2 separate regions of the Hordeum vulgare genome follow, and region 2 is linked to region 1. The links are chromatin contacts, called in public Hi-C maps. All regions are on one chromosome and are shown on one strand. Each heading gives the region's core, a stretch centred on a gene start, on an enhancer-like site or on the middle of the called end of the contact. The rest is flanking DNA. Distances are from core to core; before and after follow the strand shown. Region 1 holds the start of LOC123443475 (peroxiredoxin-2F, mitochondrial). Region 2 holds the start of LOC123443476.

Region 1 (4,955 bases), core at 1,817-4,316:
ATGGAGCGACGTCCACTTGCCGAATAACTGGCACCTGTCTGCTGATCGTGTGCCGATCCTGCCGGTGCCAATGAGCGGCCGTGCCCGCCGCGACGAGATCCAACACCGTCAACGCCGCCTCCCCGACGACCTCTACTACGACCCGAGGTACGCCGTGGATTCCCCCCTATGGGACACTTGGTTCCGTGATGAGCACGACGTGCGCGCGCGCGTCCTATTTTGCCGGCGAACACAACAACCCATGACGGGCATGTGCAGAGCGCCGGACGCGCCCTCAGAGCCCTCCCCAGGTGCGCGGACGTACGCGTGTGCGCGTCCTGACGCCGACCCCGTCGCCGTCGCCCTCTCTGTAGCCACCACCACCTCCTAGCATGACCGAAGAGGAGGAGGCCCGCTCGTCCAACGTGTCATGGAAGATTCCATGAACACGTACGATGAGCGCCAGTGGGTGGGGTTGGAGGAGATGATGACCCTCTTCGCGGCCGGCGACGTGGCCATCCCGGAGGAGCAGCCCATGGTGGTGAAGGAGGAGTTGCGCGAGGAGCAGCCAGTGGCCGCGTTCCCCCTGGATCCGGTGGGTCAGCGCTGGACGTGATCGTGCACGACCACAGAGATGGCCCAGGGAGTGGCCCCCCAGCCTTCGTGCCCCACGCCGTCGCGGTCACCGGAGCGCGAGTCATCGCCGCGCGGGAAGGTGGTGCAGGCGTCGTGAGCGCCGCCAACCTTCTAGGGGCTGCCGGCCCACCTCTGGACGATGCCGCCGTACATTGACCTCACTGGCGACGATGACGACAACGACGGCGCCTGAAGACGGCGACGGGCACGATAACAACGCGAGGCGACGCATTTTATCTGTTTTTTAAAATTGTACTAGCAAAAGGCACGTGCGTTACAACGGAGTAACAAAACTATGTATTGACCGCTTATTACAATGAGTAATTCGCCACTAACGATTATACAATTCTAATGCACATACTAATTCCAGCATGATACATTCTTCTAAGAAGAAAATGTAAGTACATTTTTCTAAGAAGAAAATGTAACCATATAGGTGAACACGCTGCTAGCTCTAGTTATTAATGGAGTGGCATTGTCCATCAATTTAATTCATTCTCATAAACATGAAGGTATTTGTTTGACCTTGATTGTCATGAAGAGGAAATAAAAACATTATTATGCTTTTCAATGGCTAGTCCTCATCTATTTTTTCTAAATCATTATCTTTGTTCGTATAGATCTCTGAATTTATTGCACACCATACCAGGGCAATAATCTTAAGAAGCAAGGGACACAAGTTATATGTGTGAATGGATAATAAATACATAAGAAACTGATGGAAATTTAAGAAAAGAACCGAGGTGGGACTATTGCATAGCAAATCCAGATTTATAGGAAAAACATACATAGTTAGTTGTCCGCCTTCTTCTTGACCGAAACCAAGAAACAAAAACAGAGAAAAGGGAGAGAAAAAGTGCTAAAACCAAGGATTGAACCTAGCTCTCCTAGATGCATGAGAGTTGCACCAACCACTACGCCTCACACATGGTATTGACAAATCACGGTTTCAAGCTTTAAGAAGGATAGCGTACAACGACTTTGACAGGAAAAAGTCTAAACAATTTTTTTCATTTATGGGTGGCATAGTGGGTAATTTAAACCAACTTCGAGACAATTTTAATGACGTACCACAGAAGCAATATGTGCTTTTATTAATAGGTAAAGATTAATGGAAAATTCTATTTAGAAACGCCCCACCGTGGCCATTGCATGCGGCGGCTTGGGTTGTCCTTCCTTCATCATGCATGCATGCATGCATGCATACAAATGTCATTAATTCGTTTTAGATCACTGGAATTCAAAGACTTTATCTCTTAAACCATTAATTCGATCGATGATTCGTTTTCGTCGTTGACTTTGTTTCGACGAAATCTTCAAAACTAGATCCCATGTTGACATGTTTCGATAATCTTTTTTCTGCTCGTACTTATCACATTTGTTACACTTACTTGTCATATTAGCAAGTACTTACTTGTTTGATAAAGAATAACTTAATCATCAAATTTTTAAAAATTACGTATAAATATAAATATGATATCTCGACATAATCAAAGTGACAAACACAAAAAACTTTTTTTAGGTGATTGTGCGTAAAAATATGACAACTCAACAGATTTAAAACTAGTGATCACAAGAAATCTTTTTTGGTCATCGTTTGTAAATATGACAACCCAACATAGTTAAACTAACAAGCACACAAAATAGTTTCCTGACAAAGTTATATGTAAACATGACAAGTTGGCATATTTAAATTGACAAACACAACCCATGACATGCTTTTATATCATGTATAATGAAAACTGCTACAAGGCTTTATACAAAAACATTAAAAAGTGTCAATCAAGTTATTTTTTTAGGCAAATAAGTGGTTAATAATATGGCAAGTGGGTCAAAAAATGTGGCAATCATGAATGAAAAAAAAGTTGATGAAACACATCGACATGGGATCTAGTTTCGAAGAACTCGTCGCGACGAAGCCAATGGTGAAAACGAATCATAGATTGAATTAACGGTTTTGTAGATTTTTTTTTTTAAATTTCAAACATTAATGAAAATCTTGTTTGATTTTATTCCATGCATGCAGAGGAGAAAGAGAAGGAACTAACCACATTATTATAGTACTTAGCTTACTTTTTTATGATGACAATACTTAGTTTAATAGTATTAATGGACATTTCTTTTTTATTTTGCTTTGCCAGCGCGCTGTGCATTTCTACAACAGCCGCTGCACGGGAGCGTCAAGGTGCGGCGCCGCTGCATAGTCGGTTCCAAGATTAATTAAGGACCATGGGCCATGGGGCTTGAACAATGTTTTTATTAATGTATAATTATTAATGTTTGCGTTTTATTTATATTTTTTTGTTTATTCCAATTTATTTTAAATGCGAGACGTTTTAGGGTGCGTCTGCCCGTTGGGCGCACCGATGTAGGTACGGACCGATCCGAACATGGATAGCTATGTTGTCATTCTAAACTGAGAGAATCGGTTGAAACGGACGTCCAGATGGGATCGTCCCGTGGAGTTGGCCTAATGGAATACAAGTCTGTTCTCTCAAAGGCCGCTCGCCAGCGAAACCCGATCCAACGAAACAATACCTAGTCCCATCTTCTGTGGCTTTTGGCGGCTTGAGCGAGTAGGAGGTCAGAGCAGAAGGGCGATGGCGTCAGCACTGGCGAGGAGGGCGGGAGGTTCCCCTGCGGCGGCGCTGTGGGCCGCGGCCAGGGGATTTGCGTCGGTGGGCTCCGACATCGTCTCCGCGGCGCCCGGCGTGTCGCTGCAGAAGGCGCGGTCCTGGGACGAGGGAGTCGCCACCAAGTTCTCTACCACCCCTCTCAAGGACATCTTCCATGTACTACGCTCTCTATACTCTGCCCCTGTTTCCTCCCGCCGCTATCGTCTGACCCCTTCCTGTTTCTTTGTATCTGCTTGCTCGCAGGGGAAGAAAGTCGTCATCTTCGGGTTGCCGGTAAGCTCTCTCTAGCTCACTGCCCTCGCCTACCAAGTTCTTCTTGTGCTAGCTTCGGTTCATGTATACTCGACTATTTCCAAACCCTAATGAGTCTCAGTGGGGATTTTTCACACTAGTTGGTACTAGTCCAAAATCAGCATTAGACGCTTATGGATCGAGTTCTTGGATGCTCCATTCGCACGAAGTACAGTATGAGAAACTGCGAATAGGCAGGCAGGCCATTGGCTAGATCAGGAAAAATAAATGCTGAAACATCATTGTTGGACTGCGAATTAGTGTGCTTGAGCTTTTGCGCTGAATGGCATTTTAGTGCCCACCGTTCAAATTCATTAATAACTCTATATCCCTAAACAGTTTCTGGCTACATCCACTAGGATTGTAAGCTTGCTCCATGATGGTTCTGTGTTTTGCCCTTTCCATCTCATTGGTAACTACTCCATTGTAGACTCACTCTCTCCTGGAATGATTTATTGCTCATATAATTAACAGCTATCTCTGTGATATATTTCAGGGTGCATACACAGGAGTATGTTCGCAGTCGCACGTTCCTAGTTACAAGAACAACATTGATAAGTTGAAAGCAAAAGGGATCGACTCTGTTATCTGTGTAGCTGTAAATGATCCTTATGTGCTGAATGGATGGGCGGAAAAATTACAGGCAAAAGATGCAGTGAGTAACTACTCTCTATTTTTGTATGGAATACAATTTAGATTTAGCGCAGAATAATGGAATAACATACAGGTATTGTAGTGTGCATAACTGCATATCAAAGTATTGCCAACTGAGTCATGAGATAGGACAATCTTCCTTCAAGTTTGGCAGTACCTGTTTTGGTTTTCCTGCATAACACATGCTTCATGTTACCATATGCCCTCCCTACTCCCTGTCATAGTCATAGTAAGTAATCCATAACATTCGTGCACAAATCATTGTCTGTTAATTTTTTCTCCTTTTTCTCTTGCTTATTTTGCCAGCCCTGCGCTTTAGTTTGCTTGCGAGCCACTTTATGAGTGCAAATTCAACTCACATGTCTTTTTTAGTCTAACTTTCATATGCTCTGTTGAATGATTTCAATCTGTATTGTATGGTAATGAGGGTCAGAAATGTGTTAGAATTGCATGCATACCAGCCTAGGTGGTTACTGCACATAGATGTTCCGAGATTTCTAGCCCATGCGGTTGGATGCTATGTTAGATATTTTCAAGAATCAAAATCATGTGAACGTTTATTTTAACCATCTGCCCTAATTGTATAATTCTATTGTCAGATTGAGTTCTATGGTGACCTTGACGGGAGCTTCCACAAAAGCTTGGATTTGGATATAGATCTCTCTGCTGCTTTGCTTGGCCGCCGCTCCCACAGGTAATTACACTTTTGCCAACTCTTCTGATATTCTCTAATGGAGTATTAATTAAGCCATGATGTAA
Region 2 (4,955 bases), core at 775-3,274, 370 kb before region 1:
CCCACGGTGACAATAACTGGGATTCTTTTCGGTGATTACCGTAGTTTGAGGAGTTCATGTATTCAGTGCTAATGCTTTGGTCCGTTCTCTATTAAAAGGAGGCCTTAATATCCCTTAGTTTCCATTAGGACTCCGCTGCCACGAGAGGGTAGGACAAAAGATGGCATGCAAGTTCTTTTCCATAAGCACGTATGACTATATATGGAATACATGTCTACATTACATTGATGAATGCCATCTGACATAATTTTTCATCATTGATCCATTTCCTACGAGCTTTCCACATATTGATCTTTGATAAGTTACTTTTCCGTTGCTACTGTTACAACCGCTACAAATAAGGGTTATATTGTACTGTAGAAACTTTTCGTCTGCATCATCGCATCGTCATGCTGCCACTACAATATTTCCTATATTTCAAAAAACATAAATGACGTTGTAAAATCCTAAGAGCTGCATGTGCACGAGACTAGCCCAATATGTAATGGTAAACGTTTTCCGCCCGTGCGTTCGACCGGACGCATGCCCGTCGTCGATCTCGTGATCTCCTCCCCATCCCGAACGACCCGCGATCTCCTCCCCATCCGGAACGGCTCGCGCGCGCTGCGACGACATGGTCGAAGGGACCCATCATCCGCGCGCGCCCCTGCGCCGCCGTCGCCGCTGCGCCGGTCCCTGCCCTCGTCGGCCCGCCCGAATCGCCAATTCCCGCCACCGTCGACCGTCCGCTTCGCCGGATCCAGCCTTCGCCGTCGTCCTCGTCGTGTGCCCGCCATGGCCGGGGCGCACGTATACAAGTGTTACAAACGTCACCAAAAATTGCTGAAACGACTATTTAAAAAGCTTCAACCGTTGATTAAAAAAGCTGCAACCATACATATAAAAAGCTGCAAGGCAAATCATACTTTTCCTCGTTGAAGTATTTGGTTGAAGCTTTTTTTCTTAACGGTCGAAGCTTTTCTATACACGGTTGAAACTTTTTGAGGAGTGACCACGCGAGATGCTGCAGTCGGAGCGGCGTTTGAAACTTTTTTCATATACGGTTGAAGCTTTTTCTGTCAACGTTTATAACTTTCCCTCGTTGAAGTTTTTGGTTGAAGCTGTTTTTCTTAACGGTTGAAGCTTTTTCTACACACGGTTGAAACTTTCTCTCCAGCGTTTGCAACACAGGGGGTGAGATGCGACCGACGATTATCTTGATACATGAGTATCTAAGTCTTCATTCAATACAATTATAGCATGGATAATAAACGATTATCTTGATACATGAGTTATAATAATAACTTATTTATCATTGCCTCTAGGGCATAATTCCAACATTTCTACACACGGTTGAAACTTTTTTTCCAGCGTTTGCAACACAAGGGGGTGAGATGCGACCGACGAGGTGAAGACCGACGTGTATGAGCAGCGACGAGTGCGCCGGCGCTGCGAGTGCGTCGGCGAGCGGCGGGGGCAGCGAACGGTCGGGGCGAGCTGAGTCCCGGAGCGCGGGGCAGCCGAGGCGGCGAGCGGTCGGTGAGGAGGCGAGACGACGCGGTCGGCGCGTGCTGGGGCGGCGGCGCGTGCGAGGATGGCGGGCGGTGGGGGCTCGCGTGACGAGACCTGATGGTCAGGGAGCCCCTGATCTGACGGTTGCTGTGCGACCGGCGCGAGCCCTCGGGCCGGCACGCCGGCGCCTAGCAGTGCCCGTATGTAATTGGCTCTTAACGCGAGGCATAAAATCGGTCAGATGATTATAATCATTTTCTTAAGAAAACTTTTTTTCTTAAAAAAATGTTTTGATCGTGTCAGTATGATTGAGACGTACGCGCCCGGGGTACCGAGGTTGTAGCTGTAACTCGTGTGGACGACTTCACGTTTCCGTTTCCGTTTCCGTTTCGACAAGAGTAAGGAAAAAACCTGCGAACGTACGGCTCACGAGTCGCGAGTCCCGGGCCAGCAGGGAGCCGGAGCCGGAGCGAGCGGTGCCACGCGGCCGCGGCAGGGCACGGTGGCAACCCGCCAAAATAGGCATCCCGGTCTCGCGAGAACCAGCCACCCACACCACAGCCAAGAAGCGGCGGCGAGGGCGAGCGGGCGATAAAATCTCGCGGCCTCTCTCCTCTCGGTTTCGATTCCCGTCTTCGCCTCGCCAACTCCAACTCCAACTCCAACTCTCCCTCTCTCTCTCGTTCGCTTCCTCGGCAACAGGACGAACAACTCTGGTACGAACTACCTCCCCTCCTTCCCTTGCGACGCCTTCTCTTCAAATCGTGCCGCCGCCTCGTGAATGTCCACCGACAATGCCGTGTTCCGGCCGGGGCTCGCTTCTTGGCGGCTGCGTCCATCGGTCTGACGAGATTGAGTAGCCCTACTCCCGATTCAGCCGTCTGCCTCTTCCTGCCTGTACGTCGCGCCGGCTTTAGGTTTCTTCTTCTTTCTTGCGGCGCTTTTAAGGTTGTTAGTGGCGGAGACGCGTTGCCGTTTGACTGCTAGAACGGGGACGCGGATTCGCTGGCGAATCGATGCAATTTTGAGACGAGAGGGGACGGTATCTCGATTGAACTGGGCTGTGCCCGTGCCTCGCCGATGGGTCTTTCAATTTTTACGTTTCTTGATGCGATTATTTGAACTATGGATCCGCAGCATTTTTCTGGTTGGCGGCGGAGAATATGGGGATAATAGATAAACTGAGAGACGGAGAGAGAAAGAACGGACACAGCGATTTTGTTCGTGTTTTTGGCTGTTTGCGTAGGTGGTTCGTGTGGACATAGGAGAAGAGAATGAAGACCACCTGTATCTTCAAGTCCTTATCAATAATTTTTTCAAAATTCAGTTCATTTTCTAATTCAGCTTTCTACAGTAATGTTGAAATGCTTATACACAAAGCAAACTGCAACATGCGGGAAGTGGATCTTCTCTCTTCTCCTCGATCTTTCTTAGAACCTCTTCCTTTTACTTTTGAATATTCTTTCCATACTATTCTCTATTATATTCTTCTCTTTTAGCTGTTGTCTCTGAACTTCCATCACATCTGTTTCTTTTTTTAGGGATGGAACAGTTTTCTCTCCCCCATATTTTGAGCTAAAATTTAGACAACTATTCAATTTTGCTTCACGCATTTCAAGTAAAAAATGGAAAGCATTTTCTTCACATATGCCTATATGGTACTATTTCATAACGGAAATAAGAAGTTGCTAATTACACTAGAATATTTCCTTGTTCAAATGAGAAGATCAAATTGACAGCACATCCTTTCTATGACGCTCATATTTTGTGCAATTATTCCTCAGGTTTGAGCGCACACTCAAATGGGTATCTTCAGTGGAACGCCTCCTCCGAGCTGCCCATCAGCTCCGCATTGCGCGGAATGGGCTAAAGTCTATCTGAAGTACTGCCTGTGCAGCACAAAGGATGGTGTTGCCTTGGGTCTTGGACTGGCTAGTGTCCTCAGTTGGGGTATCGCCGAGGTGCCGCAGATCATCACAAATTACAAACAGAAGTCAACAGAAGGCCTTTCTATTGCCTTTCTGATGACCTGGATAGTTGGGTATGTTGTTTCTTATTTCCCACCTTCCTCGCATATTGATGCTGTATCGTCCTTATCGTACTTGCATATGCATATCGTGCGCAATGCTCTATCTAATGGTGTATGTCATTCTTCTGCAATCATGCAGGGATTTGTTTAACCTTGCTGGCTGTTTCCTGGAACCTGCTACTGTAAGATCCACTACTGCAACATTTTTTTCTTTTCTTTACTCAAATTCTTTCAGATACAACATTTTTCTTTCGCGAGGCACACCCACCAGTTACACATGTTAATATCCCAGGACCCTAGTAGTTTTCTCTGATTTAATTGACTATCCGTCTGCAGTTTTGTTTGGACAATGTAATGAGGTGTTATTCATGAATATGAAAAGCAACCGAATCATTTCTGCTTGCCTGCACTGTTCCTGCAACCAGCAAGAGCTAATATAATTATGCTGGATGCAGTCATGTGAAGAAAATTACCTGTAGCGGAGAATAACTCAATAAGAACATTAATATTATAGTTCCAAGCATAGTATCTCAAAATGGGAGATTTCAGAACAATCTAGATATGTTATATAAATGATTTACATCTGCTGCACATAAACCTGATTATGCTTGCCAATACAGCCCTCTTGCATTTAATGTGTGCAGCTTCTTCATGTTTAGTTGTGATGTAGAAAGTATGCGTGGGATTAAATAAGCACCTTATAATTTGAACATTTCGATTTAATATTTTTTGTTATGTTTTTAATGCAGCTGCCAACACAGTTTTACATGGCATTGGTAAGGACACATTTTTTTTACTCATGTTACTTCGATTCTGTGTGGTTTCTGTCATCTCAGAACTTAATTTTTGCAATGCAGCTATATACCATCACAACTGTGATTCTCACTGGACAGACAATATACTATAGCCACATCTACCATCTTAAAGTAAAGAAAACTGGGACAACTGCCAAGGTGATCACTCCGTAACATTGAAGATTATCATTATGTTTGCAAGAAGTTGCATTTTGCTAAATATTAGCAAAATAGATACTTGATGTGGTTCCTCGGTAACAATTGTAGAGGAGCAACCACTGTATATGAACAATACTCCTATTTCTGGATTCATGAACTGATGATGTGCCTGCTCTTGGCTTTGCAAAGTAGTTTAGTGTTCTTCATACATTGCCAATGGTGTTATGATACAATCGCTGATAAGTCTCAAGTGTTACCACAAGCTAGACTCACTTAAAATTGTTTAGACACCTTTTGACTCCTACCATCTTCCTAAACTATCCTCTCACTTCCGTTGGACTACAATTTATGATTTCAGTCTCAGAAACATCAACGCGGGGATGCTTCATTACGTGAGAAGCTTTTGGGACATAGGGACGAGGCATTCAAAAATAATATTCAGTCAGGCCCGACTATTCCTATCCCGAGCTCACCAATCCTGG

The links. A called contact is a pair of places that touch in the nucleus more often than the background predicts.
Region 2: a contact with region 1 is called in a Hi-C map of leaf, with 4 times the contacts expected there. The contact joins the promoter of LOC123443476 here to the promoter of LOC123443475 in region 1. A contact is called at or near these places in 3 of 6 Hi-C or Micro-C datasets (leaf and seedling) and 1 of 1 datasets of contacts at active chromatin or transcription factors (embryo).

Annotation. Positions count from the first base shown.
Region 1 is chr3H:190,525,033-190,529,987 of MorexV3_pseudomolecules_assembly, reverse strand. LOC123443475 (peroxiredoxin-2F, mitochondrial) reads left to right here and starts at 3,066. Exons shown (of 5, transcript XM_045119851.1): 1 at 3,066-3,407; 2 at 3,495-3,524; 3 at 4,039-4,197; 4 at 4,796-4,890. The coding sequence starts at 3,216.
Region 2 is chr3H:190,896,285-190,901,239 of MorexV3_pseudomolecules_assembly, reverse strand. It overlaps LOC123443476, which reads left to right and starts at 2,024. Exons shown (of 12, transcript XM_045119854.1): 1 at 2,024-2,207; 2 at 3,276-3,532; 3 at 3,660-3,702; 4 at 4,270-4,296; 5 at 4,378-4,473; 6 at 4,832-4,955. The coding sequence starts at 3,294.